2 separate regions of the Mus musculus genome follow, and region 1 is linked to region 2. Evidence: chromatin contacts called from public ChIA-PET data. All regions are on one chromosome and are shown on one strand. Each heading gives the region's core, a stretch centred on a gene start, on an enhancer-like site or on the middle of the called end of the contact. The rest is flanking DNA. Distances are from core to core; before and after follow the strand shown. Region 1 overlaps Smg6 (Smg-6 homolog, nonsense mediated mRNA decay factor (C. elegans)). Region 2 holds the start of Rilp (Rab interacting lysosomal protein).

Region 1 (3,888 bases), core at 185-2,684, 550 kb after region 2:
CCTATCATCCACTTGGTGGCTCACACGAGTGTGTAATTCCAGTTCCAGACACTCTGATGCCCTATTCTGGCCATTCAAACAAAATGCCCATACACATAAAATTCATTTAAAAATATTTAATGGGACTAGAGAAATGGCTCAGATGTTAAGACCCAAATTTGGTTCCCAGCACCCATATTTGGCAGTTAATAACTTCCTACACCTCCAGTTCCAGGATCGTTGATACCTCTTGGCCTCGCCAGCATCTGGACTCATCGTGTGTGTGTGTGTGTGTGTGTGTGTGTGTGTGTGTGTACATATATGTATATATATACATATATATATATATATATATATATATATCCATACCCATATATGCACAACTACAAATAATTTTTTTAAATCTCTAAAAATACTTTTTAAATAACAAAAGTTTAAATACCTAAGAATTGGGGCTGGGAAGACAGGTTAGCAGACAAAGGCTTGCCCTAAGCCTGACAACCTGAGTTCAATCCCTGGGACCCACGTGACAAAAAGAGAGACCAACTCCCAGAAGATGTTCTTGGACCTCCATAGGCACGCGAGCACACACACACACGAAATGGAAAAATAAAAAAGTAATTTAAATTAAGACCCCAAAATTTAAAAATGTGTTTGATTTGTAACCAAATTGTTCTCTGATTACTTTCTCTTCCTCTGAACATTTTAGCTGCTTCATGTTTTCTTCTGAATGCTTTTTTTTTCTTTTATTCTTTTTTTTTTTTTTTTTGGTTTTCGAGACAGGGTTTCTCTATGTAGCCCTGGCTGTCCTGGAACTCACTCTGTAGACCAGGCTGGCCTCGAACTTAGAAATCCGCCTGCCTCTGCCTCCCGAGTGCTGGGATTAAAGGCGTGCGTACCACCCGGCCTGAATGCTAACTTTTAAGCACATTACTGGAAAAGCGCACCACCTCACTCCTTCCTCCTTCAGGATGTATTGTTTATACTTGTTCTGTATGTTACTCAAGTGACTTCTCTTTACAATTACTGTCATTACTATTTCTAAAATGTCTAAATTAAACCAAAGCTTGGAAATTCTGACTGGTATCTGGGTCCGACTTTCCGGATGGTAACTGAAGGTCATGTGGGGTGGAAAGTGGCCTGTGGGTAACAGAACACACACATGCACGCGAACAGGATATGTTGGTAATCTGGCTTCCTGAGACCTAGTAAGTTGTGAGAGTTCTCACCATTACCCTTGGAGAAGATGAAAAAACTAAAGTTGGAAAATGCTGGATTTTTAAAATGTCCCCTCTTAGCATTCTATCTAGTGGTGTCTGGGAAGGGGCACATTTGCCTCCTACACCATTTTACTTGTCTAAAAGTACAAAACAAGCGAATGAACGGAAGCTTCTTCATAGCGTGGAAGCTGGTGTTTGTGGCACAGCTTATGTCACGTCTCAAGCCCAGAAACACGAAGAGTGTGGTTTTGGTGTTTAACCAGCCTCTACTGCACCCTGGCACTGTTTCTTCCCCAGAGAACTTTAGAGGAAAAAAACCAACCTCCTATCTTAAAACCAAAGGCCAGGATAAAAATAAAGCCCTGAAGTGGTTTGGTGACCGAGGTCATAAGGGCTGCCACAGGTCTGAAGGTAGGGCCAGTATGCTCTGAGAAACTTCACTGCAGTCAACCACAGAAACAAAGACCTCAGCCCCACAGTCCAACAGTCTAGGAGGCTGCCTTTAGGCCTGATTTGTTAGGAGCTGCTCCACACAAAGCAGTTTATATCCTTTGAAAACCTCCAATCCTGCTTATAACTTTAACAGCAGTCTAGCTGAACTGTTCCTAGAGCCTATGAAAAGCAGAGCCAACCTGCAGCCTTGTCCTATAGGAAGGAGGCTGCCATGAACTCTCGCAGGCTTATTGCCTAATCTCCACTCATGAAGCAACTTTAAAACTTGATTCTGAGGTGAAGGAGTAGAACATGAGGTTCACACTACAAACTAGAAAAGTGAAATGGGAACTGACATGAAATCAACTCACGGCAACCCTGATGAAAATAAAACAAAACAAACAAAAGGACCAAAGCCAACCAAACATGCAATCCTTACACCCAGGAAACCAACAATTCGTCTTTCTCTACCAGGATCACATAATTACAGAGCAACAAAGAAACTGGGTTATCAGACATGAAACATCTGCTTACTAGCAAACCCAGAGATGAAATTTTTCTCTAACATTCTACACTGTCCAGAGGAAATGAGGGTAAACACTGGTTCTGCTCCTTCATCCTGACAGGAGTTCTGAAACTGCAAACTTAATTTACCATGATCTATGCCCAACAACTAGAATGCACTCCAAAATGTACCATATGACCTGATGTACCATATGACCAGGCTTCAAACCTAAGGCTCTGACCTATAGTTGTCCTGGGTGGCTGGGAGGGGGAGGGCAATGCCTGTGTGCCACCCACACAGCAGCTTTCTTTAACATTATGGCAGTGGCAGCAGCGGCAGCAGCAGTTTAGCACACAACTGTACAAGGGACACTGAAAAGTGAGAGAAATGATGGGTCTGAAGAAAAAATGTCATCTGTATAATTTTTTAAAAATTTAAAAACAAGAAAATTCAGCCAGGCATGGTGGCCCACACCTTTAATCCCAGCATTTGGGAGGCAGAGGATTTCTGAGTTCGAGGCCAGCCTGGTCTACAGAGTGAGTTCCAGGACGGCCAGGGCTACACAGAGAAACCCTGTCTCAAAAAACAAAAAAGAGAAAGAAAGAAAGAAAGAAAGAAAGAAAGAAAGAAAGAAAGAAAGAAAGAAAGAAAGAGAGAAAGAGAGAAAGAAAGAAAGAAAATAAATTCAGAACTCTGTACTATGGCTGGTTCTTTAAAAAGCACAAAACATCCAAGCCAGATCCGCAAATTTTCAAGCAAAAACTATTACTTTCAAACCTTGGGAAGTGACATTATCATTACTGCCATGTTTCAGATGAGGAGGCTGAAGTTCAGCCAGTTATGGACTGGGCCTCAGACCTCAGAGATAACAGCTAATAAAATTAGGACTTAAAATCAGAGATTTTCAAAGCCCAGACTCTTAAATAACCTCTATATTACCTGACTTTGACATGTAAGATACTAAAGAAAATTAATCAAAGTTACTAAAAAACCAGGCTCTTGAGAGATACACTTGATTTGAAAGAAATTATTCACAGAAAGCTCTCCCAAGTTTAGTGATAACAAGAGGAGGAGAAAGGAAGGTGACTAAAAATTGTATATGTATATATAATATATTACCTACTTACTTATTTTAATAAATATGGAACTGTGGCTACTGGGAGAGTTCTTTGGGACTGTGGCTGGTGGTCTATTCACCAATAGATAGCTCACAGCTATGCACCTATGGGTAGTACTAATTAGACTCAATAAAATTAAAAAAAGAAGACATGAAATTGGGGGGAGATATAAAGGGAGAACCCTGGGAGGAACCCTGGGACTTGGAGAAAGAGAATAGAGGGAGAATATAGTCAAAATATGTTGCACACATGAATGAAATTCTGAAAGACTTAAAAGCCACAATATTAAAATTATATTATGAAATTCATGAAATTGGTATATTTGCACAGGCATCATGCTAATCTCAGCATCACTCCAATTTTAGTCTATGTACTACAGAAGCCATACATTTTGATTAAGATATTTTAAGAGATTAAGGCAGCTGGGTCAGCTCAGCAATAAAGCACATGGTTAGGAGACAAGGCCTCTGACTCGCAACTGGTTTGGACTAAGCATCAAAAGCAAACAAATGGAGGTCAGAACTCTGTAGGAGTCTAAAGAGGTCTCCTCTCCACTTAGAACCCAGCTTCCAAACCAAAGCCAGAGTCATGCAGAACAGGCCTCAAATTAATCCATGTCATACTAATTATAATA
Region 2 (3,761 bases), core at 135-2,634:
GTGGGGTGACCAGGAACAGGCATCCTGGCTTCCAGTCCCTCACCGCTGGAAGTACGCCAACTCCTCCTTGAGCAAGAACACGTTGGCTTTGAGCTCATTCCGCTCCTGAAGGATTTGCTTAAGCTCTTCCCTGCTGAATCCACACTGGACAGCTTCTGGAAGGTTCCCTGGCTGCTTCTGAGTATCCACCTGTACAAGGTCAGGAATGGTCAGAGAGCAGTCTGTCTTAGCTCTTCCCTAAGTCCCAGCGCTCACAATAATATTATGGGAAGTGTCTGCTGGGAAAACTTAGAGGACAAAGTTGCTGCTACATAGGTGTACATAGCACACAACTGCTGTTGCTACCTTCCAACTTCCTGGGTACCTTCTATACTGCATGGTACATCCATGCCAGGTAAACCCAGGCTGGGTCATCAACTGCTGAATGCTGTGAGCTCTGGGATGTATTTTGACTTCGCTCCGTCTCTTACCGGGTCATCTGAGGTTGCCGCATCAGGTTCCAAGCTCTGTTCTTTAGCCAGCTGGCTGGAGCCATCCTGAGCTATCTGGCGCTCCCTCTCCCGGTCCTGGGCGGCCCTCAACTGGGTCTGCACTGCAGCCAGCTTGTGCCGCAGCTCAGAGTTGATCAGCAGGAGGCGCTGTAGCTGTTCCTGCAGCTAGGGGGTGGAGCGAGAGAGCTAGGGGCGGGGCTCCGAGGGCCGTAGCGGCCCCACCCCACTCCGCCTGGCCCCGCCCTCACCGCTTCGGTCTCTTGGCTTCGGCGCTGCAGATCTCGGTTGTGTGCCCGAAGCTCATCCCGCTGTCTGTCTGTCACCTCCTTGAGCTGTCGGAGCAGCGCGCGCTCCTCTGAGGAAGGGGTGTCTTTAGCACTACCGATCTCTGGGGTACGCAGGCCCCGGCTGCCCCCAGCTCGCTCTGCTCCGGTGGGACCCTCACTCACCCTGCGGCCCGGAGCCTAGCTCCTGGCGGAGGCGTTGGTTCTCCTCGCGCAGCCGCCGCAGCTCCACTTCTGCCTGCTGTGCGGACACCTGCAGCTGGGGGAGCCAGGGGTCTCAGGGTTAGGCCTGCCGGCTCTCAGGGGTAAAAGGAGGAGCCGGTGACTCACCGAGTCCGGAGCCGGCCCCACGGCGGCCTTTTCCAAGAGCTCCAGCGCCCGCACGACTAGTGGCACCAGCCCAGCCGCCGCGTCGGGTCCGAAGCGGCGTGCCAGCCCCTGTAGCTCAGTGCCCAGAGCCCCCGCTAGATGGTACACGAGCTCGGCGGCTGACCCTGCGCCCACTGAAGAAGAGGCCTGACTGGGTAGCCTGGGCGCTGCCCTCCTGGGCTCCATTTTTTCCTCTCTTAAGGTCAAAAGCCACCCACACCCTTAACTGGTGCAGGAAAAAGCTTAACAGTTCCGGCCCAGGAAGTTTAGGGCCATAAGGGGCGGGGTAGAAGCAACCCGGGAGGAACAAATAGGGAAAAAGGCCCTGGAGTGGGAGAGTGCTCTGGGCTCCCTGTGCCCTACAAGGTCACTGGATACAGGTCGGCCAACTTCCAGGCAGGTATCCAAGAGTTGAGGACTAGAGCTGTAAGTGGTCACTTCAGGCAAGCCCTCCCCATAGCGCCTGACCCGGGCTCCACCCCTGGACTTGGCTGCCAAGAGGTGAAAGACTGAAGGTCAGCAAACAGCCTCTACTGGACTGCAGGGACAGTCACTTAAGTATGTTCCCCCACTAGGAACCACACAGTTTACAAAAATGAACGAGACCGGGCACTACAGCTATAGGAGGACCACACAGTCCAAGAAGTGATGTTGAAAATAGGTAGACTCCAAGTACTTTTACAGAGAAACCAGCAAATATGCTCAAAGTAATAAGCCAGCCCCAACTCAGCTCCCTGAGTCTAGGGAGCCTCTAAGCCTCCAGCGGAGAAGGCCTCAAGGCTCTGAAGGCAGGGCCCAGTACCTTGCTGTCAACTGCCCAAGCTAGTCCCCAATCCTCAAACGCCTATGCCCAGAATTTGACCTCATAACAGCAAGAAAACAAAAGCACTATTTATAAAATTTATTACATTTTGTTCAGGATTACAATCTATCAACAACACAAGCACAGAACGCAAAGGGGCTGACTGCTGAATGTCAGCAGCTTGTCTGGGGAGGGCGTTCAAGAGGCTCCAGGCTTTGGGGATCTGAAGCAGAAGGAAGTAACTAGGCATAGAGGTCCTCTCTGTCTGCAGAGTAGACCTCACCCTCCTGCAGAAGGGCGAAGTTGAGGAAGTGGGAGGGCCTGTGGACCTCATGGTAGAATTCCTTGGGGTTTGCCAGCTGCAGCTCGTATTTCATGTTGGGATCATGTCGAACACCTAATGGGAGGGGAAACATCAGAAGTTAATAAGGTTCTGCCTGCCTCACCCAGCCTGGGCCCCTGGACCGTTTCCAAGGCAGCCAGACCTCAAGATGACAAGATGACCAAGCATGCTGGTCACCTGTCTCTACCCCACACTTCCTAGGCACACACAACCACGTACCCATAAAGTTGTAGTTCCAGGAGGACTGGGCGGGGACCATGAAGAAGCCGAGGAATCGGTCAGACAGGAGCATCTGAACCCTCTCGTAGTGCGAGGGTAGGTAGCCTTTGGGGTTGTTGCCTTTGTCTGTGTTCTGCCGGCCCCACTCATACCCACTGGGTGTCAGCTTGTAGGCTGTCAGTGTGCAGGAGCCTGGTGTGAAGCTGGGGTGGGGGGGACAGGGACAGGGTAAGCGCTCAAGCCACCAATCCAGGTCCTGGCCTGCAATGCCTGCTCTATAATATTTCCACCCAAGAGGCCCACACCAACCTGCACGTGATGATAATAGTCTTCTCCCCATCCCAAGATGGGTTGTCAGCCATGATTTTGGCATGAGTGGTGACATCTTGGGGTGATAGCTGGGGGGATTCATTGGGCTGAGTGTGGATCCAACCTAAGGGTTCCATCTCCTGTAGGCAAACAGCAATAAAGAGATGTTCAACCCATCTGCAGACAAATGTCCCCCATTAGGGTAGCACGACAGTGAGTGCACTCCCAGGCTCCACCACCACTAACCTTGAGGTACTCATGCTGGGGCAGCTGGCTGGGCAGGTGCACAGTCTGGTGCGTGCCCCACTGCGGCACCATCACAATACAACGGATCTCCTTCACCTGAGGGTTATCTGGAGGGCTCACCCCATACAGGTATCCTGCAATCTAGAGATGAGATCAGAAGGTATTCTTAGTACCAACCCAGAATGCCAGAAGTTTTTAAAATTTTATTGTTGGGGCTGGAGAGATGGCTCACTGGTTAAGAGTACTGGTTGCTCTTCCAGAGGACCTGCCACATGGTGGCCTACAACTGTCTGCAACTCCAGTTTTAGGACCTTCTTTTGCTCTCTACAGGTACTGCCTGAATATGGTGTACAGAAAAAACTCCTACATACAAAAATATTTTTAGCCGGGCGTGGTGTCACACACCTTTAATCCCAGCACTTGGGAGGCAGAGGCAGGTGGATTTCTGAGTTCGAGACCCGCCTGGTCTACAAAGCGAGTTCCAGGACAGCCAGGGCTACACAGAGAAACCCTGTCTCAAAAACAAAAATGTTTTTAATGTATTATTATTCTGTATGGCACTGAGTGTATGTGAAGGTCAGAGGAAAATTCTATGGGACAGGCTCTCCTTTCACCTATACAGGGGTTCTGGAGCATCAAACTCAGCTTGTCCGGCTCCTGTGAGAAGTGCTTCACCCACTGAGCCACCTCAGCGGCCT

Evidence for each region. ChIA-PET counts read pairs in DNA pulled down with a chosen protein or histone mark.
Region 1: an RNA polymerase II ChIA-PET map of memory CD8 T cells shows a contact between it and region 2, with 7 read pairs. The contact joins the enhancer-like site here to the promoter of Rilp in region 2. A contact is called at or near these places in 4 of 39 promoter capture datasets (the C10 cell line, cranial neural crest, liver and 1 more), 1 of 484 Hi-C or Micro-C datasets (pro-B cells) and 4 of 115 datasets of contacts at active chromatin or transcription factors (embryonic basal ganglia, embryonic stem cells, memory CD8 T cells and 1 more).

Annotation. Positions count from the first base shown.
Region 1 is chr11:74,957,702-74,961,589 of GRCm38.p6, reverse strand. The region is part of intron 8 of Smg6 (Smg-6 homolog, nonsense mediated mRNA decay factor (C. elegans)); the gene reads right to left. Among named protein-coding and RNA genes, the nearest start is that of Srr, 34 kb to the right of the region's middle. Within about 2 kb of position 1,434, at least 73 of the 459 cell types and tissues checked have an H3K27ac peak or open chromatin away from gene starts, as enhancers often do. A contact at or near this core is called in memory CD8 T cells and pro-B cells, where this site is marked.
Region 2 is chr11:75,507,717-75,511,477 of GRCm38.p6, reverse strand. Rilp (Rab interacting lysosomal protein) reads right to left here and starts at 1,384. Exons shown (of 8, transcript NM_001029938.2): 1 at 1,106-1,384; 2 at 941-1,034; 3 at 740-846; 4 at 471-656; 5 at 44-189. The coding sequence starts at 1,330. Prpf8 (pre-mRNA processing factor 8) reads right to left here. Exons shown (of 42, transcript NM_138659.2): 39 at 3,064-3,204; 40 at 2,818-2,957; 41 at 2,509-2,711; 42 at 2,031-2,343. The coding sequence ends at 2,189.